4 separate regions of the Sus scrofa genome follow, and all the other regions are linked to region 4. A link is a contact called in public Hi-C and HiChIP or PLAC-seq data. All regions are on one chromosome and are shown on one strand. The core of a region is the stretch at or near the end of the contact, and the rest is flanking DNA. Distances in the headings are between cores, read along the strand shown.

Region 1 (6,932 bases), core at 1,645-4,144, 130 kb after region 4:
TCTCAGCTTTCTGGGGGCAAAAAGTATACACTATGTTAATTTTCTAGAGCCTATTCTCAATTGAAATGATTTACTAGTAGCATCTATCATCTAAGTCAATTTTGTAAGACCTTAAAAAAATACCAAGTGGCACTTCAGGTTTTTATTTTCATCTTGTATGAAAGAAAAATTTATCTTTCAATGCTATGCCCCTCACATTATACTTCCCACAGTTTAATCATCTTCCCCTTCCACCATTTTGTTAATCATTGCAAGCCTCTTCTGAGCCCAGGGATCTCTTGATTTAGACTGAAGATAGGATTTAAGGAAGGAGAGCCCAACTACAGATAGTCTCTTTCTCCTCCGTATATACGGTTTTTGCCTCATGGGTTTGTCAGCTGAAAAACCTGTACCATACTTTTTATTGGCATAAGATGAGCTACCCCCTAACCAGGATTCCATGTAGTTTGGCATCAGCCATGGCCTGACCTCCAGTAACAGTTCACCTACAGAAGTGTTCTAAGCCAGTCATCATCCTAAAATAAACAATCTTATTTGTGGATGGAATGAAATGTGCTCCAGGAGATGCTGAGAGGCACATGAATAGTACACGCAAATTGGGGCTTTCTGTATTTGAAATAATACATAATATGGCCACCCTTAATAATGAATAACCCAGAGTAATGGAATGTAACAGAGAACAAACTATTTCCTATGTGAAAACTAGGGAGCCCTGAATCAAAGTCATACAGGGAAAAGAATTATGACCATTGCAAAAGTACCTGGTAGCTCTCTGCTAACACTTGAAATTCAACTTCCACTTGTGTCACCTTATTTTTTTCAAGGTCTTAAGTATTCAGTAGAGGGCTGAAAGAGGAAGGAATTTAAGAAATTATTGGGTCATCCTGAGCCTCGACAAATCCTGTGCTTCTGGAGCTGCCTGGTTGGCCAGCAACCTCTATGGAATCCAGGTGACTCTCCTCATATGGATTTGATCAGCACTTCGTGTGGTAATTTCCCATCAGATTCTGTGTTCTGTCCTTTCAGAATCCAAACATCTTGTTTCTTTTCCTGAATTTAGGAAAGTTTAAATTACAACTGTGTTCACAAGGACTGATTGTTACAGGCCTGTTTTTCAGTGATAAGTTTGGTCACAAAATTGAAGGAGGCTTTGATATTTGACCCTTGGATGAAAAATAAAGTTTGCCTTCACACTAATGGGAATCATGGTTGCCACGTCAAAGTTGGTATCCTACATACAGAGAAGAGTACATGATTGTCAACATTTTAAAGTTTATAGAAATGTAATTTAAATTTTAATAAACCATATTTTGTATTTTCGTAATTTAAAATTGTTACATTTTAATTGGTATGACCACTATGGAAAACAGTATTGGGGTTCCTCAGAAAACTAAATATAGAACTACCATATAATCTAGTAATCCAAAGTCCTGGGCATATATCCAGACAAAACTATAATTCAAAGATATATATATGCCTATGTTCATTGCAGCACTATTCACAATAGCCAAGACAAGGAAACAACCTAAATGTGCATTGACAGATGAGTGGATTAAGAAGATGTGGTACATATATACAATAGAATACTATCAGCCATAAAAAGAACAAAAAAATGCCATTCACAGAAACATGGAGGCAACCAGAGATTATCATCCTAAGTGAAATAAGAAAGAGAAGGACAAATACCATATAATATCACTTATACATGGAGCCAAAATATGGCACAAATGAACCTATGTACAAAACAGAAACAAACAGACTCAGACATGGGTAACAGACTTGTGGTTATCAAGGGTGGGGGAAGTGAGATGGACTGTGAGTTTGGGGTTAATAGCTGCAAACTACTACATTTAGAATGGATTGACAATAAGATTCTATTTTATAGCACAGGGAACTATAGTCAATCTCCTGGGATAGATCATGATGGAAAAATTTATTTATTTATTGCCATACTTTTGGCATATGGAAGTTCCTAGGCCAGCCTACACCACAGCAATGCCAGATCTAAGCCATGTCTGCGACCTACACCACAGCTCATGGAAAAGTCATATCCTTAACCCACTGAGTGGGGCTAGGTATCAAACCCACATCCTTGTGGATACTAGCTGGGTTCCTTTCTGCTGAGCCACAACAGGAAAATAATATTTTTAAAAAGAATGTGTATACATATATGACTGGGTACAGCAGAAATACATGTATTTCTGTACAGCAGAAATTGGCACAATGTTGTAAATCAACTATAATTTTAAAAAATGGAAAAAAAATAAACTTGTTACATTTTCCTTTCATTGATGACTTTCTTTTTGCTTCCCTTTTTCTTTCCATGTTACATTATGGATTGTTAGGAGTTGGTATGAATACCTAGTTCATTGATAGTTACCCATTCTTAAGTACATGTGTCATACCCTCTGTGCAATTCAGTATGACATTAGGTGTATCCATAAAGTCAAAATAGATTCATTAGAATTTGAAGGTTTCCACATGGCAGAATGCATGAGCTCACACCAGATTTGAAGACAGGCTTTTTCTAAGGCCTTTTTCTAAGACAGGCTCAGTCCCAGCAAGATCCTGGTGAAGCAGGATTGTTTTAAAGCTTAGTCAGGACACTCTGCATTATTTCACAGAAACTGTACCCTGGGCTAACTACCAGAGAATGACTGGTCAAAGAAATTGGCATTCTAAATGAGTCACATCAATGTCATTTCCTTTTTCCCTCTCTTTTTAAACAATGAATTAAACATCCGTACCCAAACAGACCTCTTGTGTAATCTGCACATTACACAAGAGGTCTTGGGACAACAGGCAGACAGCCAAGTGAATGAACACATCAGGATTGCTTGGTTGCCAGATCCCCAGGCCAGGCGCTCAGCCTTGTCCTGGTCCTCCTGCTGTGCATTTCTCTACTCATTCGGGGCTGTGACAGACTGGGGTCAGGGACTGCAGACCAAAAACTGCAGACCAGGGGCCTGGAAGACTTTATTTCCAAATGCTTGCACATAGAGAAATTTTCATCACAACAAAGAAATATCCACAAAAGAGAAAAAAACACAGTAATATTTTTTTAAAAGATCCTGGAGGTTTCTAGCCTATCTGTGCATAAAAAAGGGCTGAATAAATTGGCACAACCACCATGAAAAACAGTATGGAGGTACCTTGGAAAACTATACATAGAACTACCATACAACCCAGCAATCCCACTCTTGGGCATATATCCAGACAAAACTTTCCTTGAAAAAGACACACGCACCTGTATGTTCATTGCAGCAATATCCACAATAGCCAAGACATGGAAACAACCTAAATGTCCATCAACAAATGATTGGATTAAGAAGATGTGGTGTATATATACACAATGGAATACTACTCAGCCATAAAAAACAAAATAATGCCATTTGCAGCAACGTGGATGGAACTAGAAACTCACACTAAGTGAAACAAGTAAGAAAGAGAAATACCATATGATATCACATATCTGGAATCTAATATGTGGCACAAATAAGAAAAGAATCTTGGAGTACCTGTCATGACGTGGCAGAAACGAACTGACTAGGAACCATGAGGTTGGGGGTTCAATCCCTGGCCTCGCTCATTGGGTTAAAGATCTGGCATTGCTGTGAGTTGTGATGTAGTTCGCAGACCCGACTCAGATCTGGTGTTGCTGTGGCTCTGGCACAGGCCGGCAGCTGTAGTTCCGATTAGACCCCTAGCCTGGGAACCTCCATATGCTGTGGGTGTGGCCCTAAAAAGACAAAAAACAAACAAAAAAGAGGCTCATGGACTTGGAGAACAGACTTGTAGTTGCCAAGGGAGAGGGGAAGGGAGTGGGATGGACTGGGAATCTGGGGTTAATAGATGCAAACTATTGCCTTTGGAATGGATAAGCAATGAGATCCTGCTATAGAGTACCAGAAACTATATCTAGTCATGATGGATCAACTATATCTAGTTATGATGGATCATGATGGAGGATAATGTGAGAAAAAGAATATATATATGTATATGTGACTGGGTCACTTTGCTATACAGTAGAAAATTGACAGAACACTGTAAACCAACTATAATGGAAAAAATAAAAGTCATTTAAAAGAAAATAAAGGGCTGAGGATCCAAAGTAATTGTCAAATCTGCTCCTACCCCACTCACCAGAGAGCCATGAAAAAAAAGAATGTAACCTATAAAGGAACTCCCACTAGGCTATCAGTGGATTTCTCAATAGAAATTCTAGAGGCTAAGGGAGAGTGGAATGACATATTCAAAGTGTTGAAAAATGAACATTTGTAGCCAAGGATATTTTATCTGGCAAAGTTATCCTTCAAATATAATGGAAAAATAAAAGCTTTCCCAGAAAAACAAAAGTTGAGAGAGTTCACCAGTGCTAGACCTACCATGTAAGAAATTCTGAAAAGACTTCCTTGAGCTGAAATAGAAAGACTCTAATAAATGACAAGAAAACATATGATAGTACACAATACTCTGATAAGTGCAAAATACAGACAAAATCAGAAAATTTTCACCCTATATTAGAATGGCGTCTTAACAACTATAGTATAAAAGTTAAAGAAAGGAGTTCCCATTGTGGTGAAGCAGAAACGAATCCAACTAGAAACTATGAGGTTGCAGGTTTGATCCCTGGCCTTGCTTGGTGGGTTAAGGATCTGGCGTTGCTGTGGCTGTGGTGTAGGTTGGCAGCTACAGCTCTGATTCGACCCCTAGCCTGGGAGCTTCCATATGCCATGTTTGTGGTGCTAAAAAGCAAAAAAAAAAAAAAAAAAGTTAAAGAAACAGTATTAATAACAATGATAGTCACTATCATTTGTTAACAAATATGCAGCATAAAAAGGGGCAAATTTTTACATCAAAAATATAAATGGGGACAGGTATAAGGGTGGAGTCTTTATAGGTGAATGAAGATAAACTGCTATCAGTATAAAATGGACTGTTTTATTTATGAAATGTTTTATATAATCCCCATGGTAACAAAACCCCAAAATTTAGAGTAGATCCATGAAACACAAAAAAACAGAGAGGCAGAGAATGCCACCATGAAAAAACCACCACTATGTAAATATAGGCAGAAACAGAGGGAAAAAGAAACAATAGAGATATAAAACAAGAAGCTAAACAATAAGATGGCTATAGTTAGTCCTTACATATAAAAATTGCTCTAAATATAAATGGATTGAATTCATCAACAAAAAGGCACAGATTAGCTGCATAGATGAAAACAGGAGAGATGGATAACAATACAATAATAGTAGGGAATTTTGTACTCCACTGTCAGCAATAGATAGATCATCCAGACAGAAAATTAACAAGAAAACGGAATTAAACTACACTTTAGACCAAATGCACATAACAGACATATATAGAACATTCTGTCCCACAGCCCGCAAAATACACATTCTTTTCAATTGTACATTAAAAATTCTCCAGGGTAGATCACATGAAAGGACACAAATATTAGCAAATTTAAGAAATTTGAAAATTATACCAACTATCTTTTCTGACCACAATGGTTTGAAGTTAGAAAACAAATGGAAAGCTGAAAGATCTACAAATATGTGGAAACTCCACAACACCATTCTAAATAACCAATGGGTCAAAAAGAAGTCAAAAGGGAAATAAACTATCTTGAGAAAAATGAAAATGGAAACATACATATTGAATCCTGGGAGCATAGCAAAATCCATTGAAAGAAAAATTTTATGCAGATTTTATACAAATATTAAGAAATTAGATCTAAAACAACCTAAATTTACACCACAAGAAACTAGAGAAAGAACAAATTGGATTAGCAATGAGATCCTGATGTATAGCACTGGGAACTATGTCTGGTCACTTATGATGGAGCATGATAATGTGAGAAAAAAGAATGTATACATGTATGTGTAACAGGGTCACCATGCTGTACAGTAGAAAATTGACAGAACACTGTAAACCAGCTATAATGGAAAAAAATAAAAAGCATTATATATATATAAAAAGAACAAAGTTAACAGAAGGAAGGAAATAATAAAAGTCTGAGCAGAACTAAATGAAATAAAGAACAGAAAAATAGAAATTGTCAATGAAACTATAAGCTGGTTTTTCAAAAAGTTTAAAAAACTGACATTTATCTAGACTAAAGGAAAAAAGACTCAAATTAGAAAAGAGAAGACATTACAACTGAAACTATGGAAATGCATTGGATCATAAGAAGCTATAAACAATTATATGTCAACAAATAAGATAACCTAGAAGAAATGTATAAATCCCTAGAAACACACAACCTACCAAGATGGAGTCAGGAAGAAATACAAAATTTAAACAGAGCAATAATGAGGAACTACAAGAGTAATTTTTTTTTTCTTTTTACAGCCACATCCATGGCATATGACAGTTCCCAGGCTAGGGGTCAAATCAGAGCTACAGCTGCTGGCCTACGCCAGAGCCACAGTAATGCAGGATCTGAGCCACATCTGTGACCTACACCACAGCTCAGGACAATGCCAGATCCCTAAGCCACTGAGCAAGGCCAGGGATCGAACCCCCAACCTCATGGTTCCTAGTTGGATTCATTTCCACTGCGCCATGACAGGAACTCCTGAAAGAGTAATTTTAAAAAACCCAACATAGAAAATTCCAGGAAACATAGAAAATTCCGGGTGAATTCTACCAAACAATTAAGAAGAAGTAATACCAATTCCTCTCATACTCATCCCAGCAATTGAAGAGAAGATAATACTCCCAAACAGATTCTACAAGGCCAGCATTATCCTAATACCAAAGTCAGATAAGGACACTACAAGAAAATTATGGACCAACATCCCTGATGAATACAGATGCAAAAAATATTAGTAAACCAAATACAAGAACACATTAAAAGGATTATTCACTATGACCAAGTGGGATTTATCCGTGAGATGAAAGAATGATTCAACATATGCAAATCA
Region 2 (6,067 bases), core at 470-2,969, 200 kb before region 4:
TATGACCTCTGGCCTGAGCCGCAGACCGTGGCCCCTAACCCGCCACCCAGGTGCCAAGCCATGTGCTGGGCCTTGTGGTCACTGGGCTTCTTATCCATGTAATATCCCCTTGGAAGCTCTGGCTCAAAGAGGCCGGGGGAGCAGCTCAGGGTCACACAGCCAGGGGAGGCAGGGCTGATCTGGAAGCCAGTGTTGTGGCCACTGAGACAGACGGGGCTCCATGTCCTCAGACCTGTAACAGGGAGCACAGCCTTCCCTGGGCTGCAGGTGGAGAGGCTCTCATGGGGGATTATTCTCTCCTTTGCCCATCCTGCTGGGGTGCCACCCACCTGCGTCAGGCCAGTTCTGGTCCTGCCTGCCATTTCACTCACCCTGAAGCCAGGCACCAGGAAGTGAATTAATCCTTCCTCTGTGCCAATGAGCAGGAAAGGGCATGGTGGCTGCCAGGATTTGCTGTGTACCCCAAATAAGCTAATAGGTCCTGCCTCTGGAGTCAGGAGCCTCTGTTCCTTCCTGTCCCCCACTTCTCCCCAACCCATGGTCCCTGACCCCAAGGACTCACATCTTAGTTTCACTGTTCCATCTCAGAGGTTGCTGTCTAGAGGCATGGGCCGGCTCGCGGATAGTTTGGCTATTTAAAAATTTAAGGAGTTCCTGCCATGGCACAGTGGGCTAAGAACCTGACTGCAGCGGCTTGGGTCATTGTGGAGGTGTGGGTTCGATTCCCGCTCTGGTACAGTGGGTTAAAGGATCCAGCATTGCCGCAGCTGTGCCTCGGGTCACAGCTGTGGCTCAGATTTAACCACAGGCCCAGGAACTTCCATATGCTGTGGGTGCGGCCATAAAAAGAAAAAATTTTAAAAAAACTTAATAAACTAGTTGCCAAAATTTAAAAATTGGAAAATTTCACATAACAACCTGAATTCCTAGTCTCTTGCCGCCCCCTCTCCCCCCTCTGCCCCAGACAGTGTATTCTTAGATAGCAGCAATTGGCTGGAGCTGGGGAGGGGATGTCCCTCCAGCGAGCTGAAACCCCTCACCCCCCCCACCCCACCACCCACCAGTCTCCTTACAGCCATCACCACTGGCCCCATAGGACCCTAGAGACCATTTCAAAGCCCTATACTTCTCAGCCTTGCATGCTGGACTGATCAGGGACTTTAAGGACACCCAGGCTGGTTTCTCAAGCATCTCCGGGTGAGACCAAGGCGGTTCCCATGGGCGATTCTGGTGAGCAGCCAGGTTGAGAACCACAAGTGCGAAGACCCTGGGCCTCAGGGCTCCATATGCAGGTGGCTCCCTCAGACTTTCTTGGCTGTGGCTCCAGGCCTTATGAGCTGTGGCTTCCTGTCTGTGGCCCTCAGCAAGAGCCCCACCTGGAGACAGCCCAGCCTGGGTCCTTGCTCAGACGAGTCCTCTGTCCCCTTTCCCAGGGTCTTTCCAGGAGGCCCCGGACACTTCACTTTGCTCACTGTGGGATGCCCAGTGTCTGAGGTCCAAATCCTGATCCTGGCGAGAGATCCGAGTGGGAGCTGTGGTGGCGAGGCCCGAGGCTGCATCTCCGAGGAAGATTCACTCCTATATATGGTCACCGGGAGTCCCATCGCTGAGCTAACTGTGACCTAATGTGCTGACAATCTCGCCCAGTCTGGGGCCCTGCTTGGGGAGGGCGTTCACCCTGGAGAGAGTGTCTGCTTGGGGACAGAGGGGCTGGGAGAAGGCAAATCAATGGTGTGGAGGCAGGGCAAGGACCGGACGTCCCAGACTCATGACAGCAGAAGGGCGGCTCCGAGTCCTCCCGCCCTACTTGGCCCCTCTGGTCTGTGAAAACGTCTAGCTCCCACGGACACTCTGCGTAAACAAGGAAACCAGGAGCCTCTCTTGCTTTTAAGAGTCCTTTTAATACAGCATGAAAAGGCTATATTTCTATAGGCAGGCCGTATACAGATTCTCCAGGAATAAGGCACACAACGGAATGCCATCCCGAGGGCGGCCCTCGGGAGCGGTCGGGAGCCTCCTCCACGCACCCTCCGAGCTGGCCCACGGGTTCTGTTTGTCTTTCTAGCTGGACACACACATATTAACAGATACAGACATGGACAGGGTCACCACATGCGAGTGGAGGACGTCGAGTGAGGTTGGCAACAGAGAGCGATGAATTCCCCAAGGCTGGACGCCTCCCAGATTTCAGGGTTAGCTGTCGCTCTGGGCTGTGATGTAGTGATGCTGGGTTAAATATTCATTTCGAGTAGATTCAAGTCCATTAGATGGTGGAGGGCAGGGGGACAAATCCAAGTTCAAAGAGCATGGGGACCTGGGACATGGCTCAGATGGCAAAGCTCCAAAAGGAACGGTGTGAAGTCTGTCTTCCTCTTCCCTCTTTGGGCTGTTCTGACCGGAAGCCCTGGATCAGGCCAAGGAGGCCATCTTTGGAGCTGGCCAACCATAGAGGGGCTAATCAGTCACATGCCCCCTGTTCCCCTAGCTCACTCCTGCCCCCCCACAAGATTAATAACCATAATAACAAGATAATAATAAGAAGGTGCAAGAGAATGGATTATAGTGCTGTGTTATCCTCAGCTGAAGAGGCTCAAAGAGCTTCCCATTCCCTTTTTCACTAAGTATCTAATAATAGCTTCCCTCCAAAAAGGCAATACTTTCCAAAATACACATATGTATAAATACAGGACAGGAACATATTAATAAGTATAAGCACTTGAATAATATGCTGACTACTTAATACTGATATTTTCATCCAAGGCAAACAAGAGAGAATAACAATAATATGGCTTAAAGAATTGCAAAGATTTTTTTTTTCCTCATCAGAATTATGTACCAACTTCATATAATATTCTATGTAGACAATATTTCCTTAATGTAATTCAGTTGCAGACTTTTTACAGACCAAAGCATAGTAAAAAATCAAACCAAAAAAAAAAAAAACAGGAAAAAGAGAAAAGTTCTCACCATAAATATTTTCTTGCAGCTCAACCAGAAGGTTTGCAAAAAATACTTCCAGAAATCTTCATTTGATATTCTACTGCCCTCCTGAAAGCTCTGAAGTTTTGAAAATGCCTCTCCTTTTGTTTATTTTAAATCTCAAAAATCAAGTAATTATATTTTTCTTGTCTTTTTCTTTTTCTTCTTTTTTTTTTAAAAAAGGCCCTCAAATATATACAGACAAAAATCACTGTGAAGATCTTTCGGGAGAAGGTAACAAATTCAGTGTTGTGAGAAAAATTGGAAACCATGCAGAAATTTTAACATCCATGAATTTTCTTTTCAAAATACACACATAGTATTTTTCTTTAAAAAAAAAAAAAAAGGAATTCTGTGTCAAGTATAACTCAAAATAAATACAAATTCACAAGTAGAACTATTGAATACTTCATATGGGGTAAACACCATTATCTCCCAACTAGATCGCTAGATCTACTAACTGCAAGCGATTGTCCCTTTTGAACATACTGAAACCACACACTTTCTTGTCTCCTGGACGCCCGGGCCCTCTGAGCACTTAATTCTCACAGCACCAGCCTGGACAGCAGTGGCTTTTGCTGACCACACAGAGCTCCCAAATTCAGCCATGGGGCGGGGGCAATATGGAAGGGCTGCCCCAGGCAGGAGGGCCCAGCCCCCCCACAGTGGCTGATTCTGCACAGATGGCAGCGGCAGTGACTGCCAGCTGGACAAGCCCACTGCAAAGGTCACTTTGGGGTGATATTCCTTCTGGAGTCTGGAGCCTGGGTTCTTTCTAGGATGTGGACTTCCCGCACAACCTCAGCCCAAGCACCCAGAAGCCCAGGTCCTCCCCGTGGGGCCAAGTCCCTGGAAGTCTTGGGGCCTTGTCCTCGCAGTGGAAACCAGGACACTGCCACCCCTGTGAATGCTCTCTTTAGAGGGACACGAGGATGACTGACAGTGACAGCTTCTCGGGGACAGAGAACCCAGGGCCAGGGTGACTCTGGCTCACCTTGACACAGTAGAGCAGGCAGGGGGCAGAGGGATTCTTCAGTGGGCGGTAAGCACGTTCACAGTTGGTGGCGGGCGTTCTGCCCCTGCAGGCCTGGAGGGAGGCAGCTACAGGGCTCAGGCTGGAGCACACACACCCTTCCTAAGTGCTCAGAGGGCTTGGCCCCCCCCAATCTACCCTGCAGCCCTCTGGCTGCAAATACTCTCAACTCCATCTCTTCAACTCACTCCCTGGACCCCTGATTAACACTTTGCCGTAACTCCTCAGTTGTACAAAGCATTTTCACTTGAAAACCAAAGACGACCGGCCCCAGGTTGGGTGTCCTTGAGCCGTGGTAAACACTGAATTTCAGGCCCATTCCGCGGTCTGATTTTTTTTTTTTTTTTTTTTTTTCCCACAGAGGCATAATGTTGGGGCAACATCAAAGGACCCAGCCCTGGGAGAAAGGAAGGGTAATATGACAAAGCAAATAGGGCTTCTCATGGGGGAGAGAGCAGAGAGGAAGGCAATCCTTCCCACTAGCCAGGACAGCATCGGCAGGCCTGTCCAGTGTGAGTGCCAGGAGGCCTCTCCGCCCCCTCAGGAGGTAGGAATCATTGTCCCCACTTTGCAAACCAGAGGTTCTGTAGCGTGTCTTGGGGTTGCCCTGTAAGGAGGGGGAGACCTTTCTCCTTCACGTTTGCAGGGTAGGGGACAAAAGACATGGCTGGGGTTGCAGGGGGCAACAGGGGAGGACCTGCATCCCTCCACCTGATTTCTTAAGTGACTGACTGATGGGTGATAGTGGGAAGGGGATGGGTAGGGAGCCTGGGGAAACTCTCCAAATAAAGCTCTCTGCTCCAGGAGATGGCACCCAGCCAGGCAGAATTCCAGAACATCAGGACAGAAATGGGCCTCTCTGGTGTCACTCTCTCTTTCTCTTAGTGGGGAAACAGAGGCCCAGAGGTGAGAATCCTTCTCAAGGCTCTGTAGTGCATCAGTGGCGGGGTCAGCATTAAAACCCAGGTCTTTGGACTGCCAGGCCTGGGTCCTTCCTGCCAGAGTGGTTTCCCTGCTGGGTCCTATTGCCTCCTTCCGGGTGTGGCTCCCCAGCATGGGTGAGAGGGGAAGGAGAAGGGAAGGGGATAGGGCTGGCAAAATCCAAACGCGTGGGGGAAGTCTGTGGTGGGGGAGGGGGTGTTGCCCTCTGTGCCCCAGGTCACACGCTGGAGCACCGTCCAACATTCAGTGCCTCCCCATCCCTGACCTCTGGGGTGTAGGGGGAGGGGAGATGTGCGGGGCCCAGGTGCAATGCCAGTGGCTTCAGAGGCAGTCAGGTTTGGGGCTCAAAGTGGCAGGGGGCAGAGATGCCCGCTCCCCAGCAGCTGCTAGAACAGGAGTCAGCTTGCCATGAGCACTGACTTAGAAAATTAGGGCTTTCCAAGAGTGGCTTTTCACACAGGGCAAACTGGAAGGTTCTGGGTGGGAGAAGGCCACCTGGCTGGTTTTGGGAGACCATCCCCTGCAGGCTCTGGGATTCACAGTAAATTTAGTGCACTTGTGGCCAATGTAAGGCTGCTCACCCAAAAGGGAGTCTCAGAGGAGAGCCTGCAGGGGACGCTGAAGGCTCTGTGGGGTCCTGTGCGCTGACCTCTGCTCACCTTGTCCCCTCCACACAGACCCAGGCCCACCTGTAGAGAGTCGCAGAGAGCGGGCCTTGTGGGGCGGCAGCTACGTCAGTTAACACTGTTTGTCAACATACAAGAACATAAGAGCCCACCCACCAGACCTGTAAGCCTTTGAGGATGCCCCCTTGCACGTGCACACTTGGGGACATGCAGGGTGGTTGCGTCTTCTCCAGCTGGCAGGAGGGCGGTGGGGCATGGTGGGCGGCCGGGTCATTGCACGCGCCGGCAGTAGTAGCCCAGCACCTTGCACTTCTCGCACAGGTGCTGGGGGTGCTCCTTGCTCTGGTCAGACACGTCCAGGCCATCGGGCTTCTCCAGGGGTCTCTGCAGAGAGGAAGGTAGACGCGGGCCCAAGGGTGGGGAGGAGGGGGTGGAGAGAAAGAAATACCAGAGAAGCAGGGAGAGTGAGACAGATGTGGGGAGAGGC
Region 3 (6,229 bases), core at 2,390-4,889, 150 kb after region 4:
CAAACTCACTTCACAATGAGGCCACCATTGTTGCCCAGTCTGAGACTAGATTCCCATCACTCAGATTAGAGATGAAATTTAAGATGTTTAGCAGGCGTAATATACAGACGATCATGACCATGAAGCAAAATACAAGCATGATCATCATTCTGAGATCATACCACCCTGCCTATTGTTCAACCTGGCCTGCAGTAGTACCATCCCACCTGCCCACCCACAGCCTGTGCTGAATATTGGAGGAGCAGTATAACAACAGACCACTGGGTTAATATAATGGTGCCTTTCTCCAGTAGGGAACCTGGATTAATTACTTTAGTAGTCCTAGGTTGGGTAGAAGACAGGTGAAATCTTTCAAGTCCCTTTCTAGTCCTAATCCACACGGGGGTGGCAAATCCATACCACTGAGGATTTATCTGCCAGTTCCAGGGCCATTTATAATAATATGTCCCCCCGAGGGTAGATCCTGTGACAAGGGCAAAAGTGAGTTATTGTCCTGACCATTAGTTGGCACTTGTCCTTGAGTGGTCAACAGTTGAACTCAGATGGTGTTGACTAGTTGTCTCTGGGTTAACATGGTGTAGGCCCTGGGCTGATTGCTCTTGGCATGTTCAGTTTGTAGGCTTGATTTGCTTCCTGGTCCACCCATTGAAAAAGTAGGCTTCCAGCCTCTGTTATTTAAGGAGTTCATTCATCCTTCAATTCGCCCGGCAGCACCAGGATTGTAGGGCAGGTGGAAATGTCAGGGAATGGCATTTTTATTGGCCCATTCCAAAACTTCCTGGCCAGTAAAGTGGGCTTTTTAGGGTTTCTTGATGACTCTGGTAGGCCTTTTATAATGCCGTCCACCTGCTGAAACACTTTGTAGACTACATACAGCTGTTGTTCTAGCACACACTATTGCTTGTTGCTCTGCCCCCTTCTGCAGATGGGACCCAAGGATACTCTTATTTTGCCATTGCCACAGGCCACAACCAAACCCTTTTGGGAAACTGGCCATGTCCAATCCATAAGCCTATCTCTGAGATAATATCCCTAACGTCTATGTCTCCAATTATTTAGGGGTGTTGGGTCAGGGGTATGCTTGTATTTTGTGGCTAATCTAGGTCCTTGAGTTTTTGTCTGGATTCACCAGCCATCCCCATGCCATCAGACAAACCACAAGCACAAGGCTGCTACTTTTAAGCTGGAAAGAGACTCTGTGGCTAACAATGTCAATATAATGGAAGAGAAAGACATCTCTCATGGTGGTCAGATGCCACAGGACCCCACATGGCAGTGGACGACCACTTCAGGATTACCCCCCTAACTTTCCATACCTTTTCCTTATTTCTTGACATCTCGGCACTCACAGGAGTTTCCTTGGCCTCTTGGCTGGCTCCTCAATTGTTGGGCTGCCCACCCACTGCAGGCCTGCAAGCCTTGTAGTTGCCCAACCTTGAGATGGAAGAAAGAGCCCAGACACACTGACAGAGCCATCAGTGGCTTATTGGACAGGGGATCTTACATCTCCAAAGCAGAAGGGTCCTAGAGCAACACCCCCACTGTGTATGGCAGGACAGTCAGCAAACTTCATTGCTGGTGGGAGGAGGCTATCATTTATGGGGGAACTGACGTCAAGTTGGCTCACCAGTTGCCAAGGAAACCAGCAGCTGGAGCAGGGGAAAGCATGTGGGTACTTACCAATTAAGATCTATAATTAAAAGGATTGGATAGTCACATGAGTGAAGTAGGGTCTGGCCGAGCTGGTGATGTACAGAGAGCAAGAGAACAGCCGTCTTGGATGACCTGACTATACCTATGTCCACTGAGCTGGGAGTTTCCACAGTAATGTGGGCAATCAGCTGGTAAAATACCAGAGGCTACAGCTTAGCTCTGACAAAGGTGCAGCTAATGAAATCCACCAGGGGTTTCTGATATTGCTGGGCTGCAGTGCAGCAGTGGTGACTAGCTCCCAAAGAAAGCATGTAGTTATCCTGACCTCATCTTGGGAAGAGAGGGTGAGCCAGTGATCCTCTGCATGAAAGCCATTGTGATCACCATTTAAAATCTGATTCTCAGAGTTCCCTGGTGGCCTTGCGGTTAAAGATTTGGCATTGTGACCACTGTGGCTCAGGTTCAGTGCCTGGCCCAGGAAATTTCACAAGCTGTGGGTGCAGCCCAAAATATAAAATCAGATCAAATCTGATTCTTCTCACTTGTGTAACTGAGAAAAGCAAAGGTTTTCACTGGAACATGAGTGTCTGGGTTGGATCATAAGTAGACCTGGACCTTGGTGGAATGTGGAGTTAGATAAAGAAACTCCATATTCTTTGCTATAATGGGGTCCAAGGGCATTGTGAGGGATGAATCTGACACCCTAGGAGTTAGCAGTTAACAGAAGTCAGCTTGCAGGAAGAAACAAAGTATAGGACTCCTTTAATAAGGGTCATCCTAAATAAGAATTTTGTCTAGCCACCAGGATAAGACTTGACAATTAGGATTTGTGGGGAGAGGAGAACAAGGGTTCAGTTCAGCCTCCATGCTGACTTAGATCTCCAGGGGCACAAGAACATCCTAGAATAGAGGGGGCTGTGTTAGTGATGAAAGGGCTCAAACATTAGGGGCCCAGGTGCTCTGCTATGGGATCCTGCTTCAAAAAATTGCAACATGGGAAACAGAAGACCTTTTCTTATCAACTGAGGAAAACTGGCTTTATAGGTTCCACAGTATACAAGGTGATGGCATCAAAAGCTAGGAGCAAGTCAGCACCTCCAAGGGGGTGCCCATAGGAAAGGACTGGAAACATGCGGCTGCTGGTGTATAGACCTAGGCAAAGGGTGGATGGAAGAGATAAAGTCACAAGGATCTAAAAGCAAGCAGAGCTGACAGCCACAGCAGTAGGGTGGGGAAATGCCCTACAGTCACTAGAAGTTAGAGTTACCCTGGGGATGGTTACGACAGTGTATCAGCAGCTCAGGGGTCCAAACTGGCCACTAGAGCAATGTAATGGGCAAACACAAGCTAAAGAGATGGAGAGATTTGGGCAAGGAAGGCCATCCCACAAAAGGCAAGTGGCAGGGGGCACTCTTAGATCCAGAGCAGAGAGCAAAAGAGTGACCCCTGCTAGGTGGTAGCTCCTCCAACCGCTGCCCCCACCCCAGGCTGCTACCTAGCACTTCCTCTACAAGGCTACTCCCACTCAGGTATACAAGGAGCTCCCAGCTCTTTCCTAATATCTAGGCAGTAATGTTGAGGTGAAGGGGGAAGAGAAGTGGGCACAGTAGGTGCTGGCTCTTGGATTCTGCAGATGCAGGTTGCTTTTGCAATAGTTGTAGGTCACTGTGCAACTGGCTGGTCTTCTCTGGACCTTGAATTCCTGGACATCTGTAAAATACAGACACTGTTGCTGCCACTTAACTCCAAGGGTTGCAATGAGATGCAGATGAGAGCGTGGACTGAGGTGCTCTATAAACTCTAAGGTGATGGGTGTGTAGTGTTATGAACATCAGTGGCAGGTGTCCAGAATGCAGGTGATCGAGTGAGTCAACAAGGAAGAAAATTGCTCTATCTACTTCTTGAAGAGGGTTCTCAGGAAACTGGGGCTGGGAGGCCCAGGTTACAGGGCAGTCATAAATAGCCAGTGCCTGCCCAGAAAACTTTAGTTTGCCTGGAGATTCTGGAGCTCTAGAGGACGCAACTGTGAGTGTTTCTGGTCTTGCATCTCCTTTTGTTCTCCTGATGTCCAGTGAGTAGCTCCCTGCCTCTATGGGTGGCTTATCCTACCAGTGTTGAGGAAGGCAGGGTCTGTGGAGCTGTTCAGGCCTAGGAGGGTGGGTGTTGGAGGTGGGGGGCACAGTGGGGTAATAAGGAGCACTCTTCTTCCCCACACTCTGCTCTCTTAACTCAGGGGGAGATTTGTTTCCTGGTCTGGGACAGGGTAGGTGAATTGGGTATGATACCCAACCAGACCTCAAATGCCATTGTTGGAAGCCCCCGTGGAAAATGCAGTTCATTTTCCTCTTGGCTCCTCTCCATCCCTGATTTCTTCAGAGAGAGTAGTAGCCGAGAAACAGACCAGGTGTCCCTCTGTCAGTTCTAAGTCCATCCCGGTATCTAATGACCGTGAGGCATGGATAAACATTGCTTCTCTCAGCCTCAATCTTAAAAAGCTTTCTGGACTAGGTCACTGATTTTTCGACCAATTTTCAGAGGGGTCATTGGTTTTTTTCCCCAATAAAATCTTAACCTGAAAGTTTGGTATAAACAGAACATCATGTATATTGAAGGGGCTATGGATCTTCCCATTCTCTCTGTTGTCCCAGGTAAGATGCCTCATCTGAATTTTTGGTCTGAAAACCTGTAAGTTTTCTCTCTCCAAGGCCCTTCCTGCTACAGTGGGTGATGATACGTTCCCTCCCATCTTGAGCCATTGGGCAGAATACCTTTTGCTTTTCGGGCCCCAGTGTTGAGGTCAGAGGTCAAATGTCCTGGTGCTGGCCTGGGTCCTTTGGTACCATGACTGAGCTCTGCCACAAGTACAATGAGGCAACTGCAGCTGGCCTGAGAACCCATCTGGGTATTTGTAGAGACTCCCAGGATCCCTGAGGAAGTGGTGGATTCAAAAGTGAAGACAGGAGCTCCTGCTGTGGTATGGGATCAGCGGCGCGTCTGGTGAGCACTGAGACCCAGGTTTGAGCCCCAGCCCAGCACCGTGTGTTAAGGATCTGGTGCTGCCACATTTACAGCTTATGTCTCAACTGCAGCTGGGTCTGAGCCCTGGCCTGGGAATTCCATATGCCACAGGGCAGCCAAAAGAAGTGAAAGACAGAGTTCCCATTGTTTCTCCCCAGGTTAAGAACCTGACATAGTATCCATGAAGATGTGGGTTTGATCCCTGGCCTTACTCAGTGGATTAAGGATCCAGACTTGCAGCTTGATCTGGCGCTGCTGTGGTTGTGGTGCAGGCCTGCAGCTACAACTCCGATTCAACCCCTAGCCCAGGAACTTCCATATGCTGCAGGTGCCCCCCTCCCAAAAAAAAGAAATTAAATTTAAAAAGCCATAGAGGGGAGTTCTCGTCATGGCTCAGGGGTTAACGAATCCGACTAGGAACCATGAGGTTGCAAGTTCGATCCCTGGCCTTGCTCAGTGGGTTGAGGATTTGGTGTTGCTATGAGCTGTGGTGTAGGTTGCAGACATGGCTCAGATCCCGAGTTGCTGTGGCTCTGGTGTAGGCCGGCGGCTACAGCTCTGATTAGACCCCTAGCCTGGGAACCTCCATGTGCTGTGGGAGCAGCCCTAGAAAAAGGCAAAAAAGACCAAAAACAAACAAACAAACAAACAAAAAAACAAACAAAAAACCCGATAGAGGCTAGTGCACAATAGGGCTCATCCACAGCAATGAATTGGCAGTTCAGGGAAGGAGCACTTCTCTGGCCAAGAAGCCCTTCCCCTCCCACCACCTCAGCCAGCCTGGTGACTCTCCTCCCCTTGGCAGGTCCCTCGCGGGCTTTGTTACCAGCTTCCAACTCCTATGAGCCTTTTCTGCTCATAACTTTACCGTTTCTCTCCAAGAGAGGAAGGAAGCTCCGTAGTGGGAGTGACCCCTGTCCTGAACACCCCCCTAATCTCACTTAGTTCCTAAGTTCCTTTCAGATGGTAACCAGATACCTTGTGGGACATCTGCTCTTTTTTGCCCTTCAGAATTAGCCTTCCTCTGACTGGGCCCATCTCTTGTGTCCCCTTCCTCCACAAGGGGCCCCTGTTCCAAGTTCTCTCAGGAGGTCTGAGCAGGGCTCTAGGTGTCCCACGGTCTCTCCAGCCACTAATTTAGTGTCTCTGAGAACTTTCGCCTGGGTTCTCTCTGGGACTTTCCTCATGGAGAGTGTCTAGCCCAGAAATGGCAAGTCTCCTGACAAACATGAAGCCATCTGGTGCCCAGGACATATTTCACCAAGCATGCAGGTCTCTGGCTGCTTTTCAGACAGCAGCGCAGACGACCAGGACTAGTCCATCCAAGGCAGCAAGAGAGAGGAAATGATTCTGCCTTGTTGGAGCTGAGCCAATCACCTTGATGGATCGGAAAGGGAGAGAAAGTCTGGAGAGGGGAAAGGTGCTGCCTAAGGGCCCTTGGTGAGTCCTTCCTGAGGTGACAAATGGCCTCAGTGAGGAATTCTACTTTCTAGCCATGGTGCCCTTGGCAGTGCCCAAGGGGAGTCACAAAAAGGGGTGATACAGAGTATTTGAGAAT
Region 4 (6,846 bases), core at 205-2,704:
TCACCCAAGGTCACGCAGCCAGGAGCTGCCAAGGATGAACACTGGCTTCAAACCTTTCCCCACAGTTCCCTGGGCCTGAAGGGGCTGGGCGTGGGGCAAGGGGCACTTCCATCTTAACACAGGGCACTTCACCTGGGCGCCTCACATCTACCCACCCCAGAGAGATGGGAGAACAGCCTGGCATGTGGGCAAGGGCCTGACTGAGGGGGCAGGCGCCCTGGATGCTTGGAGACACCTGAGCCCTCCCCTCACCTGTGCGACTGGGATGAGCACCAGCTGCCTCTGGCTGAGGCCTGCATGAGAACTTTGGTAAATGGGAACGTGGCTTGTAAACTGTGAAGTGCTGTAAGACCTTCAGAGTCTTAAGGTAGTAGAAGGAACATCCTTGAGTACAATTAGTACCTCTGCAGCCACACTGTCTGAGCCTCATCTGTGAGGGGAAGGGTAGAGGGGCCAGGCAAGGCAAGGAACCCAGTCAGTAGAGCACCCAGGGGGCCTCTCCCTCAGCAGTCCCCTCCCCAGCACCCACCCAAGGCAGCTTGGATCCTCAGGGAAGCTCTCTGGGAGGGATCAGCCTCCTCACCCAGACTGCAGAACCCCCTCAGGCCACCTGATAGGTAGGTAAATCAGTGGCCTCCAGGGGCCACCTGCCTGGCTTCTGACAGGCTCTGCGAGGTCAGGCTTGTGTCATCTGCCTGTTAGAGCTCAGCTTCCCAGGAAATTCCCCAGGAAACCAGGCCTGGGCATCTCTGCAGGCCCTCTGGCAGGACTGCCCCACCCTACAGACCTGATGGGCCCCTGCGGGATGCTGGTCTCTTCCTCTTTCCTCCCAACCTGGGGCTTTTGAGTTTCTCCACACTCTCTCTTCTTTTGGTCTTTCTCAAATCTTTCTCTTTTCCTCAATACCTTTCTCTCCATTTCTCTCTCCCCAACCAACCCCCTTTCTCTCGCCAGTTTAGTTCCTCTATTTCTTTGCTTCTCTTTCTGTTTGCCTCTCTTTAGAAACAGCGACCTCCTCTTTCTCTTTCCTCATTCATAGTTCTTACCTGTTACCTCCAAAGTCTCTCTCTGTTCCAGCCTCTCCCTTTATTTCTCTATTCTTCCCTCTCCTTTCTAATTCTCTGCCCCTCTGCCTTTATCTCTCTCCCTCTCTCTCTCTCATCCTCTCCTCTCTCCGCATCTCCCTCCTCCATCGCTCTCTCTCCCTCTGGCTCCATCTTCCCTCCCGCTCCTTCCTCGCCGTCCGAGGTCGGTCTTCACTCACCGGCGGCGTAGGCGCCCGCAGCTCGGAGCAGGGCGAGCCCGGCCAGAGCGCAGAGCAGGGGCCGCATGCTGCAGGCCGGTTGAGCTCAGCTAGTCGTCTGCCCGCGGCCGGCCTCCCCGCCCTCCCCAGGATCGCGCCGGCCCGCCCGGGAGGAAATGCTCCAAGTCCCAGCCAAGATTCCTGGGCGGCTCCGGGCTTTCTGGCTCGAGCGAGCCCGCCCCCTTCGGAGACCCCGCGGGCGGAGGGGCCTGACATGCCAGCCTCGGCGCCTCCCCACGAAGGGGCTGTGCTCTGAGCGCCCTGCACCTCCCCGAGGCCCCGCACGGAGAGGGCGATGGAACCAGAGCCACAGTGATTCGCTACGAGCCCATTTCACAGATTGAAGCTTCGAGAGAAGTGCCACCCACACCCGTGGCACAGGATCTGAATCCCTGACTGCACGGAGTGTGGAAGCTTTGCTCTGCCTCCCAGGAATAAGTAATCAACTCTCATTACGTATGGACAGTGTCTCCCTGAAAGGGAGGCTCGGAAGTGGTGTCTGCCTCCTGTAAAACTGGTCTAAAAGAGTAACAGGATTGTCAAAAGATGCTTTTCCAAGAAAGGTAAAATCATGGCTTTCATCCAGATATAAAATGGGCATGTGCTGCAGCTTTCATTTAACTCATTAAATGAAAGAACAAAGATTTGGAATATTAACATGAATGTGCAAATAGAAGTAAAACTGGTTTATTCCACACTTTCGAGAAGGAGAATTAATCTATAGACAATAATTTGTTTTCCAAACTTTTAAGATGGCTTAGCAGTGACAGGCCCAGAGCCCTAATAGAATCAGAGTGTTCAGCACACACTTAAGCTCTGTACTAGTGTTAGGTAAACTCTGAAGAAGGAAGGAAAAGAAATAATTCTCAAGATCACATATGCCGGCCCTTGAGTTCATGGTCTAATAACCACTGTAATATTCATGAACAATAGCTATGTTTTGATTGACTTATTCTACATATACCATCTAATCTTCACTGCACTGGGCTGCACTGTATGTACATTATGCAGATCAAAAACTTGAGGCTCAGAGTTGCTAAAGAGCCTTGCCAGTAGTCACACAGTGGAGTCAGGATTTGAATCCAGTTCTCCCACCTCTGCAGGCCAGCCAGTAGATAATAATATACACCGTATCCCCAAAAAGCCAGGATCTTTCTCCATTCTAAGCAAGCCCAGAGTAAGAGCTGGATGGGGTTCTCAGTTAACCTCAAATCATCCTTACCTCCCTCTAGTTTAGGACACAATAGTCAACCCTCACCCACAGTACACTCCTACATGACAAGAGCAAAAAAAAAAAAAAAAAAATTAAGTTTTTTGGAAAACAAAAAGCAAAATCCACAGCCCTAACATCTGTATTACAGAGCCTTGGGTGCCTCGCCTCGCCTTGCTGCCAGTGGAGCTGCTTCATCATCAAGCCCAGAGGAGTATCTTTATTCAACAAGGGGTCCATGACGTAGGTTAACTAGAACCCTTGCAGATAGGGGCTACCTCTGCCTTCTCTGTTCCTGACTGTGGCTGTGCAATTGTCCAGTACCATCACCACACTAACCAAGTAATCCTTTTGTGACCTGCAGATTAGCACTTGTCATCTGCCTCTGTAAGGATTGAATCATGAACCACTGCAGCTGCTGACCCTCAACACCCCCTGCAAGAATTCAAGGAGGAGGAGTGAGGCACTCCGTGCTCTGGGAAAACTGGCAGAACAGGTCTTCGAATAGTTAGATATTTTCAGAAGATTTTATTAGCCCAGTGCTTGCATTTCCTTATATCCAGAAAAGCGCTAAAATCCCTCATGGTGACCTCTGCTCCTTGGGACTAGCAGTAACCTTCACAAGACTAGCAGTGACCTTCTGCAAAATGTATGCTTAATTGCCTGCACTTCCCCCCTTCACCAGTCACATATATCCTGACATTTCCCCACCACCTCTCTGGAGCAGTTTTGCAAAGCTATGTCAAATGCTGCTTCCCAGGCTATAGTCTTCATTTTGCCCCAAATGAAACTTAACTCACAGCTCTAACATTGTGTATTTTCATAAAGCTGATACTTCCTTCTCACTTCCTCCTCCAGAAAACAGCCTCAGGAACAGAAATCCAGGTTCTGAGTTCGTAGATCTTGGACAGAGACTTGGATCTAAATTTTTAAAAATCTCTCTTGGGAATTAGGATGCCCACATGAATTGACTCAGAAGAAGGCTTTTTTCGCAGGAATGCCAAGAATTTCTCACACTTGGTAGTGGGAAGTTGTCAAAGAACTGTCAAACCCACAGGGATTCTGGCAGCTCAGAGTGAATTGGCTGCCTAGTCTTTGAATTTACCAAAACACACATACATTACTTTCTTGTGGCAGAGGCACAAAATACTAAAACATGCAGGGTAAAACAAGACACCCCTCTGAGTCACTAACTCCCCTGGTGCTCGGTGCTTCCAACCTAGTCCCTTCAGCTGGTGCTTCCAACCTAGTCCCTTCAGCTGGAAGAGTCTACCTTCCTAGGGAGGTAGACTCCCTAGGAAGTCTACCTATCTAATGGATATTCAGGCACAAATGTATATACATGGGATTAAATAATAGATAATTTGGAATTTGCTTCTACATTCACATTCATCTCAGTCATAATATCAAATCTTAAAGATGGTTCTATGTTAGAATACTTAAATCTCAGACAGGCTGGGACCTGGGGCCTTGCTGCAGTGCTTGTACCTAACCAAACATCTCCTTGAGCAACAAAATACAAAGAAACTCTAAGGGACTAAAAATAACTGCATGAAGTGCACTTGGGGCAAATTATGAACAATAAGATACAAAAAGACCAAAAACCCAATGCCTCTTCTGAGGTGTCAAAGACACAAACAGGGTGTCAGGACCCAAAGCAGGATACTATGCATGCCCTCTGCACACAGCACCACAAACAGAGTGGGCAGGCCACCTAACCACCCCTCCTCCAGCCAGACCCATTGACCTGCTCCTACCTTCACCCCACTTAAGGGTCTAGCTTGCCATCTGTCAGGGAGCCAGAAAGGGAACCTGTTACTTGTTTTTACCCACTGGAGCTGAGTCCAAACAAAGCCTTGCCTGAATTTCTCCTCTGGCCTCTTAGCAATTTCTATTGATTAAATAGTCTAAGAACCCAGGTCAGTGACAAATCCATCTCATTCCTTTGAAGAGTTGCAAAATGTCTTATGATGGATGCACTGTTATTCCTCCCGACAAGCTCCTATTGATGGACATGGAGTTTGTTTCCTGTTTTTTGTTTTCTAATATAAAGCATACTAAAGTGAACATCCTTTTGTACATATCTTTATGTATTACATAACTCTGTATTTCTGAAAGTCTTGATTCCTGGAAGAGGAATCATTGATTCAGAGGGCCTTTTAATTTTGCTGGATATGCCCAAAGGCTCTTAAAAATCCCAAAGGAGGGGCCAGGTCCTGAGAGCACAGGACTCAAAGGTGCATCCAATTACACTGTAGTCTGTGTTGGAGTTTTGCTGCAGGGGTTTCCATTAACATAAAATACTTCTGGTGTGGAGCCAACTGAAGTTGTAGATCTAGGAGCCCTGTACATTCTCCAATACTGGGTATTTATCTTTAAAAATTCTTTTTCTTTTTATGGCCACACCTGCTGCATATGGAAGTTTCCCAGCTTGGGGTCAGATTGAGCTGCAGGTGCCAGCCCACGCCACAGCAACACAAGATCCGGGCAGCATCCAAGCAGCCACAGCTTATGGCAATGCCAGATCCTTAACCCACTTAGCGAGACCAGGGATTGAACCTGCTTCCTCATGGACACTATGTCAAGCTCTTAACCCACTGAGCCACAGTAGGAACTCCTAAATGGTTTTTTTTGTTTGTTTGTTTTGTTTTTTGCTTTTTAGGGCTGCATTTGCAGCATATGGAAGTTCCCAGGCTAGGGGTCTAGTCAGAGCTACGGCTTCTAGCTTACGCTACAGCCACAGCAACACCAGATCTGAGCTGCATCTGCAACCTACACCATAGCTCACAGCAACCCCAGATCCTGACCCACTGAACTAGGCCAGGGATCAAACCCAAGTTCTCATGGATATTAGATTCATTTCTGCTGCACCACAACGGAACTTCAATAATTCTTGACAGTTTGATAATGAAAACTGTTAACTTTATTGTGTTTATTTATATGCTATTTATTATGAGTGAGGTTCAGCTTTTATTTGCCTATTCAAATATTTTTTTCTATTTTTTGTTTCTTTACATATTCTGATTATTAATTCAATGCCTGATATGTTGGCAATATTTTCTTCCATTTTTCCCCTGTCTTTAACTTTGTTTTTGGTGTCTTTCGTCATAAAGAAGTTTTAAATACTTAGGTAACTAAGTCTCTCAGTATTTTCTTTCATGGCTCCTAGGTTTTACTACTTATGATCCCTCACATCAGGAGTACAAAAATATTTTCCAATATTTTCTTCAAATAAAGATTTTTAAAAAATGTAATCTCTAGTACTTCTAGAATTTTTATGTGTTTGCAGGCAAATTCAAGCTTAAATTATTTTCCTACATGGATAGCTGAACATCCCACTCTATTACATAGTCCACCCTTTAGCTACTAATTTGAACAGAAAACATTGTTAGCTATTTATTCCCAAGTCGAGGCCTAGAAAAATCTCTGGCCATCATGTCCATTATAAGGTCAAAGAAACAAAAGTAAAATAAGTTTGTCATTTCAATAAATACTGAAAGTATTATTTAATGAAATTAAATAGCCATCTCAGACCTAAAAAAAAAAAACCACACACACACTCTAAGAGATAGAAATAAAGAAAATAAAAGGACATATTTCCTTAACAAGATAAGTCCTTTTACCTTACACAAGTAGTTTACACATACATACAGGAAAAGAGAGGCTTTTTTGGTGGTGGTGGTTTTTTTTTTTTTTTTTTTTTAAAGGCCTCTTCTGGGAGTTCCCGTCGTGGTGCAGCAGAAACAAATCCAACTATGAACCATGACGTTGAGGGTTCAGTCCCTGACATCACTCAGTGGGTTAAGGACCCGCCGTTGCCGTAAACTGTGGTGCAGCTCACAGATGCGGCTCAGATCTGGGGTTGCCGTGGCTCTGGCGTAGGTCAGCAGCTGTAGCTCTGATTAGACCCTTAGCCTAGGAACCTCCTATGCCATGGGAGCAGCCCTAAAAAAAAGCAAAGCAAAAAAAAAAAAAAAAAAAAAGCCACTCTTGGGGCATATGGAAGTTCCTGGGCTAGGGGTCGAAATCAGAGCTGGAGCTTCCAGGCCTAAGCCACAGCCACAGCAATGCAGGATTGGAGCTGAGCCTACGGCCTACACTACAGCTCAGGCCATGCCAGATCCTTAAGCCACTGAGCAAGGCCAGGGATTAAACCTGTGTACTCATGGATACTAGTTGGGTTCGTTTCCACTGCACCACAACGTTAACTCCCAAGAAGCATCTTTTATGAAGCCAGAAATGAGGTAAAGACAACACCTGTCACCACTATTAATTATCTATGATCTGATCAGTGCAATGAAGTACTAATGAAGAGGTATTGGAAAGACAAAAT

Evidence for each region. Hi-C and Micro-C count contacts between places; a contact is called where the count stands out from the background. HiChIP or PLAC-seq counts read pairs in DNA pulled down with a chosen protein or histone mark.
Region 1: an H3K27ac HiChIP or PLAC-seq map of alveolar macrophages shows a contact between it and region 4. The contact joins the enhancer-like site here to the promoter of PLAC9 in region 4. A contact is called at or near these places in 1 of 5 promoter capture datasets (liver), 5 of 47 Hi-C or Micro-C datasets (adipocytes, embryonic fibroblasts, fibroblasts and 2 more) and 2 of 2 datasets of contacts at active chromatin or transcription factors (alveolar macrophages and skeletal muscle).
Region 2: a contact with region 4 is called in a Hi-C map of liver, with 2.7 times the contacts expected there. The contact joins the enhancer-like site here to the promoter of PLAC9 in region 4. A contact is called at or near these places in 8 of 47 Hi-C or Micro-C datasets (embryonic fibroblasts, fetal skeletal muscle, heart right ventricle and 5 more) and 1 of 2 datasets of contacts at active chromatin or transcription factors (skeletal muscle).
Region 3: an H3K27ac HiChIP or PLAC-seq map of alveolar macrophages shows a contact between it and region 4. The contact joins the promoter of SFTPD here to the promoter of PLAC9 in region 4. A contact is called at or near these places in 3 of 47 Hi-C or Micro-C datasets (embryonic fibroblasts and liver) and 2 of 2 datasets of contacts at active chromatin or transcription factors (alveolar macrophages and skeletal muscle).

What each region holds. Positions count from the first base shown.
Region 1 is chr14:82,027,892-82,034,823 of Sscrofa11.1, forward strand. It overlaps LOC110256704 (a long non-coding RNA gene), which reads left to right. Exons shown (of 3, transcript XR_002338593.1): 3 at 825-1,347. Among named protein-coding and RNA genes, the nearest start is that of SFTPD, 20 kb to the right of the region's middle. Within about 2 kb of position 2,895, at least 26 of the 83 cell types and tissues checked have an H3K27ac peak or open chromatin away from gene starts, as enhancers often do. A contact at or near this core is called in alveolar macrophages and retroperitoneal adipose tissue, where this site is marked.
Region 2 is chr14:81,696,107-81,702,173 of Sscrofa11.1, forward strand. LOC110256808 (a long non-coding RNA gene) reads left to right here. Exons shown (of 2, transcript XR_002338824.1): 2 at 1,434-2,954. ZCCHC24 (zinc finger CCHC domain-containing protein 24) reads right to left here. Exons shown (of 4, transcript XM_021073637.1): 4 at 3,314-5,964. The coding sequence ends at 5,851. Among named protein-coding and RNA genes, the nearest start is that of PPIF, 24 kb to the left of the region's middle. Within about 2 kb of position 1,720, at least 31 of the 83 cell types and tissues checked have an H3K27ac peak or open chromatin away from gene starts, as enhancers often do. A contact at or near this core is called in fetal skeletal muscle, liver, mesenteric adipose tissue and 2 more, where this site is marked.
Region 3 is chr14:82,047,895-82,054,123 of Sscrofa11.1, forward strand. SFTPD (surfactant protein D) reads left to right here and starts at 3,640. Exons shown (of 8, transcript NM_214110.1): 1 at 3,640-3,678.
Region 4 is chr14:81,900,455-81,907,300 of Sscrofa11.1, forward strand. PLAC9 (placenta specific 9) reads right to left here and starts at 1,455. Exons shown (of 4, transcript NM_001190209.1): 1 at 1,265-1,455. The coding sequence starts at 1,331. LOC106506060 (a long non-coding RNA gene) reads left to right here and starts at 1,580. Exons shown (of 3, transcript XR_001301042.2): 1 at 1,580-1,866; 2 at 2,665-2,756; 3 at 2,878-4,935.